2 separate regions of the Danio rerio genome follow, and region 1 is linked to region 2. The links are chromatin contacts, called in public Micro-C maps. All regions are on one chromosome and are shown on one strand. The core of a region is the stretch at or near the end of the contact, and the rest is flanking DNA. Distances in the headings are between cores, read along the strand shown. Region 1 has its middle 8.0 kb from the start of dre-mir-221. Region 2 holds the start of dipk2b (divergent protein kinase domain 2B).

What was found. A called contact is a pair of places that touch in the nucleus more often than the background predicts.
Region 1: a contact with region 2 is called in a Micro-C map of caudal fin, with 3 times the contacts expected there. The contact joins the enhancer-like site here to the promoter of dipk2b in region 2. A contact is called at or near these places in 2 of 18 Hi-C or Micro-C datasets (caudal fin and an unstated tissue).

What each region holds. Positions count from the first base shown.
Region 1 is chr9:35,600,269-35,607,649 of GRCz12tu, reverse strand. No RefSeq gene overlaps it. Among named protein-coding and RNA genes, the nearest start is that of dre-mir-221, 8.0 kb to the left of the region's middle. Within about 2 kb of position 5,864, at least 1 of the 62 cell types and tissues checked has an H3K27ac peak or open chromatin away from gene starts, as enhancers often do. A contact at or near this core is called in caudal fin, where this site is marked.
Region 2 is chr9:35,566,636-35,573,241 of GRCz12tu, reverse strand. dipk2b (divergent protein kinase domain 2B) reads left to right here and starts at 5,204. Exons shown (of 5, transcript XM_692604.10): 1 at 5,204-5,500. The coding sequence starts at 5,319.

The sequences.
Region 1 (7,381 bases), core at 4,615-7,114, 34 kb before region 2:
TTTGACAAGTTCATCACATCAATTAACATGAACTATAAGTAAAAGTACTGAATATGTTATTTTTTGCTTAATAATAAGTAATCAGCCGAGCTTTATTGTCATTAAGCTATATGTGTGGACATACAGAGGAACGAAATGTCTCACAGGACAACGGTGCTACACAAATTAATCATAAATACAAACATAATACTGGACATAAGAGCTATGTTTAAAAAAAAAAAAAACTATAACTAACATATAGTATGATACTTGACTAGGACCGGGGGGAGGAAAGTCGGAGCACTCAGTCTGGTCCCCCGGGCTCTGCGCTGGTTGGGAAAACTCCAAATTGAACCAAAATGATTAATTACAATTGGCATAAGATAGGCAATCAAAATTCGGGACATTGCAACCTGCAGAACCTGCGAACAAAAAAAGATACTTAACTATACACATAAGACAGGCTATACAAGTTCTTTTACATGAGACTGAACAATGTAGTGCAGGATATTGCGCAAGAGAGGTATTAAAGATGAATATTGTGCAAAAGGGGGATCTAAGGTTTTCATGTTGTGCAAAATTATTGTGCACTATTTAAAGTGGAAGCAAGCAGTACAACATGATTGTGGTACATTTATAGTGTACATCGCTTTCCTTATTGAGTTCCTGTAAGATGGAGCTTAGATAAAGTGTCAGGTGCATAAGAGAAAAGTGTTTCTACAGGTGGTTTGTCAAACCCACTCACGTGTATGAGTGTTATGCCTTTTATTATAAGCAATTCCAGCTTGAACAAACATCAACAGATTTGTTTTCATTAACAGTTTGGGGGGAAAGCACAAATTCTGTAAATAATATTAATGGTCACACTTTATTTGATGGTCCGTTTTTGAATTTAAATTACATTGCTACTAATTCTCATTAGATTATAAGTAGATTGTTAAATCGGGGTTAAGGTTAGTGTAAGTTGACATGTACTTGCAAAGTTTCTTATAGTCAGGTAAATATCTGTTGAAGGAGCAGAATCAGTAGATATTAAGCAGACAGTCTAATATTACTCAAGTGGACCATCAAAATAAAGTCTTACATTAATAATTTAAGGAACTAAAAATTAAAAAGATTAAAAATATTTCATGGTGGGGCAGTGGTTAACAAGAAGGTCGCTGGTTCGAACCCCAGCTGGCATCAGGCATTTCTGTGTGGAGTTTGCATGTTCTCTCTCTCTCTCTCTCTGTGTGTGTGTGTGTGTGTGTGTGTGTGTGTGTGTGTGTGTGTGTGTGTGTGTGTGTGTGTGTGTGTGTGTGTGTGTGTGTGTGTGTGTGTGTGTGTGTGGGTTAAAACATATGCTGGTTGGTGGCCCTGATTAATAAAGGGGCCAAGCCGAAAAAAAATTAATGAATGAAAGAGTTTAATGATTTTCTTATTATTAATATATATATACCATTTATAAACAATTATAAAAACATTTTATCCAAAATAAAAGACAATAAATAAATGGACATTAAAATAATGACAAATAAATACAATTTCATTTAAAATGATTGATTAAAACTTGAAACTAAATCTACTACATAAATAACAAAATATAGTACTATATTCATTAATAGTATAATTATGTACAAAATAAATAACAACTATTTTTAATTTGCAAATAACATTTTCTTTTATTTAAAAATATTAATTTAATTTGTAATGATTGGTTGGTTCCCAGTGCTGGGCTGCAGTTGGAAGAGCATTCGCTGTGTCAAAGTGTAATATGCTGGTTAAGTTGGTGGTTCATTCCGCTGGAGTGACCCATGAAGAATAAAGGGATTAAGCCTAAGGAAAATGAATGAATGAATGTAACTATTGGTGCCCATAGGCTGCTTTTAAATGTAATAGGCTTCCAATTACAGTAAGATTTAATATATGTAACTAAATGATGTAATGCTATCTCTTGTAACCAGTTACTCCCCAATACCTTTCATAAAATTTTACATTTTATCAGTTTGTTTGGTAACACCTTAATTTAAAATGACGTATTTACACAAATATTACATGCACACATTATTTTTAGCAATAAAAAAAACGTATGCTGGATCACATCCTTTGTTCTTTTAGCATTACTAAGTAACAATTCTAGTTTTATAAATGCTTGAACTGAGTTTTAAGCTGTTTTCTGTTTTCATTTTAGAGATTTAACTATTTCTGGGCTTTTTTAAACAGTCCCACATGGATCTGCTAAGATGGCTAAAGTTGTGTTTTTGTATTGACGCAGACGTTGATATTGCTTTCAAAAACTTTTCAAAATGTCATGTTGTGTAAAAGTAAAAGCCAAAAAACATAATTCATTTCCCTTCGGCTAATTTTCATTCATTCATTTTTCTTTCTGCTTAGTCCCTTTATTATTCAGGGGCCACCACAGCTGAATGAACCGCCAACTTATCCAGCATATATTTCATGTAGTGGATGCCCTTCTAGCCGCAATCCAACACTGGAAAACACCCATACACTCCCACATTCATACACACACATACTCATACACTAAGGCTTATTTTCATATTATCAACATTTTCGTTTCGGCTTAGTCCCTTTATTTATCAGGGGTCGCTACAGCGAAATGAACCACCAACTATTCCAGCATTTGTTTTACACAGCGGGTGGCCTTCCAGCTGCAACCCAGTATTGGGAAACACCTAAACACTCTCACATTCACCCACAAATACTACGGCCAATTTAGTTTATTCAGTTCACCTAAAGCACATGCTTTTGGACTGTGGGGGAAACCCACGCGAACACAGCATGCAAACTCCACACAGAAATGTCAACTGACCCAGCTAGGACTCAAACCAGCAACCTTCTTGCTGTAAAGCGACAGTGCTAACTACTGAGCCACTTTGTAACCCCAAAAAACTATTTTAAACTTAAGTTTCATATAAAAATATCTGAGGTTTTAATATGCTAATTATAAATATCTAAACGTAAATTACATCCTAGCGAGCACGTGTGAGTAATTATTATTCAGTATGACCTTTTTTGTAACTACGCTGTAATAATGTCACATAAAAAAATAAAGGTGTAATCGTCTTTCTTTTTTCCCCTCATAATCAAACACCTGTTGCGCTACAGGAAGCCTCATATCTGCAAATTAGCAGTTATTAAATCACAAATGGCCGCCGCGCGCTTGTTTTTCACACAGACGAGAACACTTCTGTTGTTTGTGAGCTGAATCTCTGACGTCGCAGCGCTCCAGTGATTCGCCGAGAGCAGTTGATTCGCACTAACATTTCCAGAGGGGAAAGTGTCCAGGCTCAAGTATTCCAGTAATGTAAACGTCTGAATAGCGTGTAATGGAAGTAAATGGCTGCTTTGATATGTGGTGCGGTGTGATGACATCAGCGGGGGTCCCGCGGGGCCACGGCTGGCCTGCTGTGGAATGATAATTGATGGGCTTCCCTTGGGTAACGGCGAGAACTGATAGCGGCAGATTAAGCCCGTTTATCTGGCCATCGGGACGCGTTTACACGGCTCTTCTCCAGCGGAGGGTGAAGGTCGACCCTCGACACTGACGTCACTCCATCAGGAGATCCGCACCGCCAACAACTATCTCTCACTGCAAATCACACACACACACGCACGCGCACGCACACGCACACACACACACACGCACACACACACACACACACACACACACACACACACACAAACATACTGTATGTGTCAGGCTACTGTATGTGTATGTATGTAAAGAAAACATAGATAAAAACGTTTCTTTTATAGCATTTTCCAATTAATGTTTGTGGATTTTAACAACAGTTTATACTTTTAATGGTCATTTTCCTAAAATTAGATTTTCTCCTGCTCTGAGCCATATATATTCACTTTGGCAGCACTTTTTTATTATTTATTTATACCGTTTTATTTATATCTGTATAGTTTGTGACTTATATAAGGCTAACCTGCATCATTAATATTCTAAAGGTTTTTATTGAGGGATAAGTCTATATTATATGCCTCATTATTTCCATTCAATTTTACAAAAAAAATGAGGCTATTTGTAGTATACAGTGCTCAGCATATTTGTGTGCACCATATTTTGAAAATACATATTTTTATTAATTTCTCAGTGAATATAGGCAATGTATTTTGGTGCATTTAAAGAAAACAGATATATTAATTAAAATAATATGTTACCAAACGTATTTAGAAATTGAAAAATAATTGAAAATTAAAAATAAAATGACAACCCACAAAATTTCAACTAAATTCTTTCCATTTTTTATTTTTATTTCATATTTATTTTATTTTTCATTTATTTCATAATTATTATTAATAATGGTAATAGTAATAAAAGCAATAATGACTGGAGTAATAATTTCCTTTGAAACTTTATAAAATAAGAAAGTTATTTAATTTTTTTATAAATATTTAACAATAAATTTTTAATAAAAAAATGCCTCAATGAAAATAATAATTTTCTTTAAAAAAAACATAAATAAATAAATAAATAAAACTGACTTTTGACTGGTAAGTCTATTAATTTTGCAACAAACATGGTTTTAAATAGATGCCTAAAGGCTTTCTAAATTTAACAGATTAAGGAACAGGGCCGCACAATATATCCTTTCAGCATCAATATCGCAATGTGATCATTCGCAATAGTCACCTCACAAGATTTGCAATGTTGAGTATGATTTATAATTTGCATGTTTCAATTGTAACCTTTTCTTTATTGCATTTATCTATGCTTGTAATTTGCTTAGTATATTTGATGCAGCTGCACTCCTATAGAATTTTCCCAATCAATCTAAAATGATCAATTCATTCATTCATTTTCTTTTTGGCTTAGAGCCTTTATTAATCAGGGGGTTGCCACAGAGGAATGAACCACCTACTTAACCAGCATATGTTTTACACAGCAGATGCCCTTCCAGCTGCAACCCATCACTGGGAAACACCCTAAAATAATCAATTCATTCTGCAAGCGTCATTACTTGTAAGCAGTTACTCCACAAAACTGTACAAAAATGCCTTTGAAACAGTTTTTAACCTGACGTCATCCAATGCTCCAACTGTTGTGCTAGACTTCTATGTAAATAAATTAACACATATTTCATTAAATAATGTCTCATTTGCATATATAAAATAAAATGTGTGGCCCTGGACCACAAAGCCATGCATAAATTGTGATTTAACTGAGATTCAACTATTTGAAAATCTGTAATCTGAGGGTTTCTAAAAAAAATAAATGAAGTGCTCAGCAATGCACACCACCAATCAAACATGTCATTTTGATATATTTGTGGCTAAAAATGTATAAAATATCTTTCAAAGAACATGATCTTTGCTTAATATAAATTATTAAAAATATTTTTTTGGTGAATATCAAAAGCTTTGACCCGTGCAATGTATTTTTGGTTATTGCAGCAAAAGTAGTTTGTGGTCACATTTTAGAACACTGATAATTGAAAAATAAATTTAAAAAAACTATAGGGAAGTACAGTGATCACTATTAGTTGTTGTTTTTTACCCTATTGACCTGCAGTGTTTGCCATAATCTCAGTCTTTCCCAACACCACATACAAGAGTAAATCTGTTCAAATGCATTACTAAAATCTTCTCCACCTCAAAAACAGTTCTTGTATTGGACTTTAATGTGCTACTATATAGAAAAGCTACATTTAAGCAAAGCGAGAGAACCCAAGCATGCACTTGACATGTGGCTTACATAGGGCTATTAGTTCACACGCTTGGATGTGTCTTTACACGAGGCATTAAGAAGCACTTTAGAGATTTTCTTTGGCGTGCAAATGTGCTGGATAATAAAAAACACACATTAAAAGAGTGCTCACGGGAGCGTTGTGTTTTCCCTTTGTACCTGGGTGACTCATAGAGAATCTCTTGATATCGGCACAGCTTATGTGGACCTTAGTGCCAAGGGCAGATTAGAAACTGACGAAAGTTTCTGCATTTCGCTTGGTTCCATCTGCTTGCTGGCAGTGCCATGGAGACCAGGCCTGGATTCCTGGACGGAGAGCGCTTGGTGCGAAAAACTGCCTCTCTCCAAATGCTCTGAAACAAGAGCCAATGATTATATAGGCAAATAAATCCTTTTCATTTTTTAAAATTGTGTTAATACTTCTGGAGGTTGTTGCTCAAAAGCAAACCATTTCCCTCAAGACATTACTAAATGTTCTACAAATGTGATTTGGAAATCAGCTCTGACTAGAATTACACATTTTAGTTTCATAATAGAACATTAAATCAGTTAAACAAATGTCAGTTTATTAAGAATACTTATTATTGCACTGAATTTCATTAACCTAAAATAAAAAAGCATTTTTTAGTTTATGTTATTTAATAAATATACCATCACTGTTCAGTTATAGCTGCATAAACATTCATCTTATTATTATTATTTATTTTTTTTTACATTTTTTTAATGAATTGCATCTGATAACATTAGGTAATTTTCTTAACATGAGCATTTTTATCATTTATGCTCCTGTTTGTGAGGCGAAGTAAATGACAGATTTCTTTCAGAAATAGATTACATAGATGTGCTAAAAATGTTGGTACTACATTATTTTTAAGTATAGTTATCCATTTATTAATTGTTTTATCGCCACATTTGGAGCATAGACTTGAAAGCTACATTCATAATTTAAACCTTGTAAATCTTGAATGCTTCAAAGTAAAGACTTAAATTATAAAGAAGACATTTCACAAGTGGAAAACTGTAAAACAGTAAATTAAAATAAAAAAACAACGTTTATAGCAGGTCAGCAGCCAGGGGAGGTTCAAATGGTTCGAAAAACCCACCCCTCACTGACAAAGGTAAAACATTTGTCCCACTACCCTCTTTTGTCTTATTTTGACAGCTATGTCATCATACAGCTTGTCAAAATTATTAACCCCCTTGAATCATTAGCTATTTCTAACAATTTTTCAACACATTTCTAAACATAATAGTTTAAAACAACTTTTTTTAATTTTGTAAATTTTTAATTACAGATTTATTTTATCTTTGCCATGATGACAGTAAATAATATTTGACTAGATATTTTTCAAGACACTTCTACACAGCTTAAAGTGATATTTAATGGCTTAAGTAGATTAATTAGGTCAACTAGGCAGGTTAGGGTAATTAGGCAAATTATTGTATGATGATGGTTTGTTCTGTAGACTTGAAAAAAATATATAGCTTAAAGGGGCTAATCCTTTTGACCTTAAATTTGGTTTTGAAAAATTAAAAACTGCTTTATTTTAGCTGAAATAAAACAAATAATACAAAGAAGAAATAATATTATCAGACATACTGTAAAAATTTCTGTGCTCTGTTAAACATCATTTGAAATATTTAAAAAAGGAAAAAAATCAAAGGGAGGCTAATAATTCTGACTTATTCTGATTAAAAATGACCAAT
Region 2 (6,606 bases), core at 3,955-6,454:
AATACAATTATTAAGCACATTTTAAATATGGTTATAAGTCAAGAATAGAGCATTTGTAGCTGCAGTTATAAACAGCTTACTAATGTTTATTAATGTAGAGTTAATGCTTAACGGATAATGAATTCACTATTTGCTAATGCTTAATAAATGATTTAATGATAGTGTGTAGTTATTATAAAGTGTTACCTGAACTTTTTACATAATTAAATGAAATTGAGTTGGTCCAACATGATTTTATCAAATAAAACTTTAAATATATTTGTATATGGGTTGCACATTTCAAAGTCTTAGTTTTATTTCAAGTTATCCAAAATTGTTAAGCAAATACCGTTGATTGAGACTGATCTCAGAACTAATTTTAGGACAGTTATTGCTCACTGAGCAAAGCAACAAACTGCATTTTTGCTAATTAATCTAGCAAGACCCAAAGCATGGGTGCTTCGAGATCAGGCTGTTGCTTCCTCAAGGTGGCAATCTCCAAACTTAAAGCATTACATGAAACTCTTCTAAATCTTCAAACTAAAGTGAAGATTAAACTCTAACAAGTCTTTCTATTAACTTTAAACACCTAATATTACTTTTATTGTAGACATTTCCCTCTCTTAATTCAACTACACAAAAAGAATGCTGGGAACTACAAATCCCTTAGCCAGGTAGTTGGACCAACACAATTCCTTCATGTTTTCCCAACACAAAACGCTCAAGTTAACCTACTGTAATGATTTACTAATTCAAATGGACTAAACATAAAACAAATAAATTGGCAAAATAAATTACAAGAATTGTGTTCTTTCAGCTGATTTAAAACAGGTAGTTTGAACAAGCAGCAGTAGTTTTTTTTTTCCAGTACAGATAGTGATACTTCATGAAGCCTATGCATAGCAATGAACTAAGGTGTCATCACTGAATTAATGTCAATGATTAAAAGCAATGTTCAAGAGTTTCATAAACAAACCTTTCAAGCGTAAGCTGCTTGACAATTTCCTTTCTTTGACCTTTCATCCACTTAGAATTCTTGCTGTGTTAGCCAGCCTACTTATAAATGAGGTATGACACTCAAAAGTGTAGTAGATATAAATAAAATAGGCTAAATGTCACAATTGTACTGTGTTCATTTTGAGTAGGACATTTTCTTGTAACCTACTCGGCATCGTTCTTTTAATTGTCCAAATTAAACCTCAATATTAAAAGCTTCCCGTTTTCAAAGCCTATTTGTTTGCTGATCCTTGTTTTTACAGCTGTCTTGGGGTTGTAAACACCGCCATCGCGTGGCTTCTATATTGACAAACCACAGTACTCGCTTTAGAGTGGCTGAAAGGCGCAAAACTCGATGTATTAAAATACCTTTTAACTTAGTCTTCTCTTCTTTTACTTCCCCACAAAATTCCTGTCAACCGCTCTAATGACATCGATTCAGACTTTCTTTTCCACTTCAAATAGCTATACTGAAACCTGGTTGTGTTAAAGCAAAAAAGGGTGACAGTTACACTTCATCAAATAGCCTACAAATCGAATAAATTGTATGTTAGGATTAGATTCGAGGTGTTTTGTATGTTTAACGACTTAATTACTGTAATTCATATCACAAGCAGAGCATATTTACTCTACAATAATAACATGTGCACTTTGACATAATAGCGGAAATAGCCTACAATCCGATGCCACACATGAGTAAGATCATCAGCATGAACACTAACGCTATTGGTATTTGGGGGAATTTTGTGCTCATGGCCATAACAATAATGAACAAGCCCATAGCCGAGATCACAGATGAAGGTTATTACTTATTCTGCTTTAAATGTGTAGACTTTTGTTAAAATAACCCTGATTTACACAATATGATATATGCATATTCATTAAACGCCATTAAATGCTTAAGAGTTGTAGGCTACATTCATGTTTTTTTTTTTTTTTTTTTTTTTTGCAATTGAGAGAAGGTAACAATAATAGTGGAAATATAATTTTGACAATAACAATTTTAAAATACCTATAGTATGCTATATATATATATATATATATATATATATATATATATATATATATATATATATATATATATATATAGGTGAAATAATTAAATACATAGAAACAAACAAACAAAGACAGAAACCATTGGCATTAATGATTTCATCAAGAATGAATAATTATTCCATTCCAGATGGTTCTTTAAACATCATGTGCAGGTTTACAGTCTTTAGATTTGTACCATAATGCTCTTCATTTAGGAAAAAGAAAAACAATACTGAGCTATTTTAAGGACCTAATGTGAAAACAGCTCATTTTCGTTTTACAAAAACCTATTTTATAATATCTAAATATTATGTAGGCTACTGCTAAAAGCTTATAAGCTTGTCTTATGCAACCATGAGGTCTTTATTTGTAATAGAAAAAGCAGTTTCATTTAGAAAGATTTTGGTTTAGTCACTTAGTCAAACTGCGCTTCCTCTCGTCCCGGGACTGATGATTAATACGCGGTGAGTCAAATGCGCGGTGAACTATTTATGTACCCTATATAGAGTCAAGAGCAGTTACCCTCTCAGTGCCAGGCGGGTCAATGCTACACAACACTTCTAGGGGCAGAAATTGGTATACCGATTACTTAATTTTATTTACTAATTGTTTTTTTATGTTTGTTTGTTTACGATGAGCTCTAGCTAAGTACATCGAAGGAAAATATAGGCTATCACGCAAGACCTGAAGATGGATGAATAAAGGGAGTAAGTCTTGTACAAGTTGTTGTCTATATTCTAAATAACTTTGGACAACACTCCGTTAAATGGTAATATACCCTAACATGGTTAAGATTAGACACACAAAAAACGAAGTATATAACTAAAAAAATTCCACCGTTATCTCATACACTGTTTTATTTTTATTAGGTCAAAGTTGAGCAATAGCTATAACCGCCATTCATATTAAAGTTTTTTTTTCCTACAGAAAATGATTCATCGTCGACACAGACTTGAATAACAGACTGTGTTAGTTATCCTAAATTTACCCCACTTCCTACAATAATTTAACGATGTTTTCCTGTGGTCGGATGACTAGACCAAAGAAAACTTCCAGAATGTACTCCCACATATTGATATTTTCCTTTAATCTTAAATAATCTCTGGTGTTCTCCATACAGCTGTGAATCAGCGCAAGTAAAAACACAAGCATGTTTAACACGGACTGTGAATCACACGTGTGACTAACGCAACTAGAATAAAATTTAATCTTTCGTTTTCAAATGCATTCAGTCAGTTTTACAAATCTCACCACTGACATCTATTGCCCGCTTAGTGTCACAGCTTGTCTTAAACCAGAAAAGATGTGTTTTTTTTTTACAAGGTCGACACTCTTTAAAATGAAAGGCATCGTCCACAAAGAACCTTTAACTTAAAACCTTTTCATTGCTCAAAATGTTTTTCAGATTTTTAAAAATGTTCCTTTCGTTAAAATAAATGAAGGTTTGAAGGTTCTTAGGGAACAAAAAAAAGGTTCTTCAATTGCATCTCATGCACAACCATTTTTTGTTTTGGTGCAATACTAACATAACCATATATAAGCCATATACAGGGCCAGACAGAATCTGTCGACATTTTCTGCGCAAAATTTTGTAAAGAAAAAATTTGCAGGTTTATGCGTAATGATTATGGGCGTATCATTACTAAAAACCTAGTTTTTTATATATTATTTGTATTTTTTTTACTGAAAACTTGGAAATGAATGAATTAATAAAATAGTTTGTTTTTTCATATTAAATTAGATTGAAACCGTGATACAATTAAAGCTGTACATTGTTAATATGGCAAGCTTTTAAAAGAAGTTTGTAATTGGGGACAGTTGCAACAGCATGTCCTAACACTATCAACCCTGATTAAACTGTTTATGCTAGGGAGAAACAATAGCTTTATCTATTGACAGCTATAACTACACTGTAAAACCCAACAGTCAACTTTATCAAATGAAATGATTGTAGTTAACTCATAATTTACTGAAAGTCATTTTTACCCATTTGAAAAGAGTTTTGAACTCAGTGTTGAAGGTAATGACTTAATTGAATACCTCAGTGATTCAACTTAAATGGAGTTAAGTTCACAGTACTCATATAGATTCATTTTTGAACTTAATTGGTTTGTTGCAATCAGTTTCCTCAAATGGTTTGAGTTACTTTGACTTTTGGGGTTTTACAACATATTTAAAGCTAAGAAAACAGTGATTTAAATTATACGAATGAATAATGTTTCTCAAAAACAGATTAGACGGAATGAAAAAGTTTCTAAACATTAAATAATAACTTTTTTTTTTAATCTGGCTGATTTCTCTCAAACTGAAGGAGGGTCTAATTGACAATATGAACACTGTAAAACCCAAAAAGTAAAGGCATTACAAAACATTCAAGGAAACTGATTACAACAAACCATTTGAGTTAAAAAAAAAAAAAAAAAACTAATTTATATGATTACTGTGAACTTACTACATTTAAGTTGAAGAAATTTTTTAATTAACGCATTACCTTCAACACTGAGTTCAAAACTCTTTTCAAATGAGTAGAGTTACCTTTCAGTCAATTTTAAGTTAACTACACTCTTTTCTATTGATAAAGTTGACTGTTGGGTTTTACAGTGTAGTATAAATATCATCATTCTAGCTCATACCTGAATGAGGAATAAATCTGGCTGCAACTGCCATGTTGCAACAGTCCCCATTCTCCCCTACACAATAAGCAACAAGCTTACATCATAGCCTCCATTCAGTTCAGCAAGCAGATTACTCAACATATTTGATCCAATTCTATATTAAATTGTTCAGATTTGGCAGTTCCATAAAATAATAACAACGAAACCTGAAATTTCTATTAAACAGCAGTAGTAATTCAAATCTAATTCAACATTCTGTTCACTGCATATAACTTTTGACGTACAGACATTTTGTTGGTGGAAAGAAACAGGTTCTGGAGCAGTGGTTGAACAAAATAAATAATTAATCAGAGTCTTTTTAGGTGGTTTGAATAATTTGCATATTCTCAAAATGGTTTAATTATTTTAAAATAACTTAATGGATAAAACAGGCCTTCCAACCTTTGTGTGTACGGCTTTGAAATCGGACTGTGCAGGAGGAAGTATCACCATGACGACAAGGGTTATCTTTGTTCCCCATATGTTTCCTGTCTAAGTGAGGCGTTTAGTGCAGGGGACATAACAGATATACTACAGCTGACACTTAAGAGGTGCCACTTCACTGTGCTGGTGTGCTCACGTTTAGTCTGCAGGTTTTTTAATCACATTGGGAGGGCATTATGGCACTGTGACTCTGGGGTTTATGATGCAGTGATGGCAGGGATATGGTCAGGGGTTTGGATATTGTGTTTCATATTAGTATTTGGCACAGCAGACCCATCACCAGCACCCCAAGACAAATCACATGACTTCAGAAAGATCTTCTTGGGTTTGGATAAATGCAACGCCTGCATTGGAACATCCATTTGCAAGAAGTTTTTCAAGGATGAAATAAGGTAAACTGGAATATTTCACATTTCCGCAGAGAACAATTCACTTTTTATAAAGTTATTCATATTGTAGGATAAATGCAACAAAGTAATCAAATCTTTGGATAAAAAAGTAGATTAAGATAAAAAAGTTCTGTATCATAGCACATCTGGTAAAAAAACAAAAACAAATCATGTATATAGTCAATAGTCACTGATCCTATATAATATACTCAAGTACACAGCACAATTAGAAAAGATAAAAAAGCACTTCATGAAGTTCATACTTTTAACTAACTTTTTTCTTGTATGTATATAATACAAGATGATAATATTTCTTCTTTTGGAGTAAGTCTTATTTGTTTTATTTTGGCTAGAATAAAAGCAGTTTTTAATTTTAAACACCATTTTAAGGTCAAAATTATTAGCCCTTTTAAGCTATATTTTTGTGATTGTCTACAGATCAAACCATCCTTCTACAATAACTTGCCTAATTACCCTAACCTGCCTAGTTAACCTAATTAACCTAGTTAAGACTTTAAATGTCACTTTAAGTTGTGTAGAAGTGTCTTGAAAAATATCTAGTTAAATATTATTTACTGTCATCATGGCAAAGATAAAATGAATTAGTGATTAGAAATGAGTTATTAAAACTGTTATGTGTTGAAAAAAAAAAAAAAAAATCACACAAGGCCTCTCCTATAAATGAGCATTGAAAGTATGATCGCCGGACCTATGGTTTCTGTGCAGTATTGCCAAAAGTGTCAGGAGTAAAAATGTTTACCCCACCAGCGGGGCAAGTTGTAACAGTGAGAGGGTTAGTTGTAAAACATGCTTTAAAAGTCAGATTTCACACAATTAGTTTAAATTCAGTTTACTTTAAATAGTATATTTTCTTAGTACTTAACTTTTTTATTGAATCTACATAGCAAAGCATGTTTAAATATTTTTTAGATAAACACATTTGGATTTATTTACATTTACATTTACATTTAGTCATTTAGCAGACGCTTTTATCCAAAGCGACTTACAAATGAGGACAAGGAAGCAATTTACACAACTAAGAGCAACAATGAATAAGTACTAAAGGCAAGTTTCAGGTCTGTAAAGTCTAAGAAGGGAAGTGTTAGTAA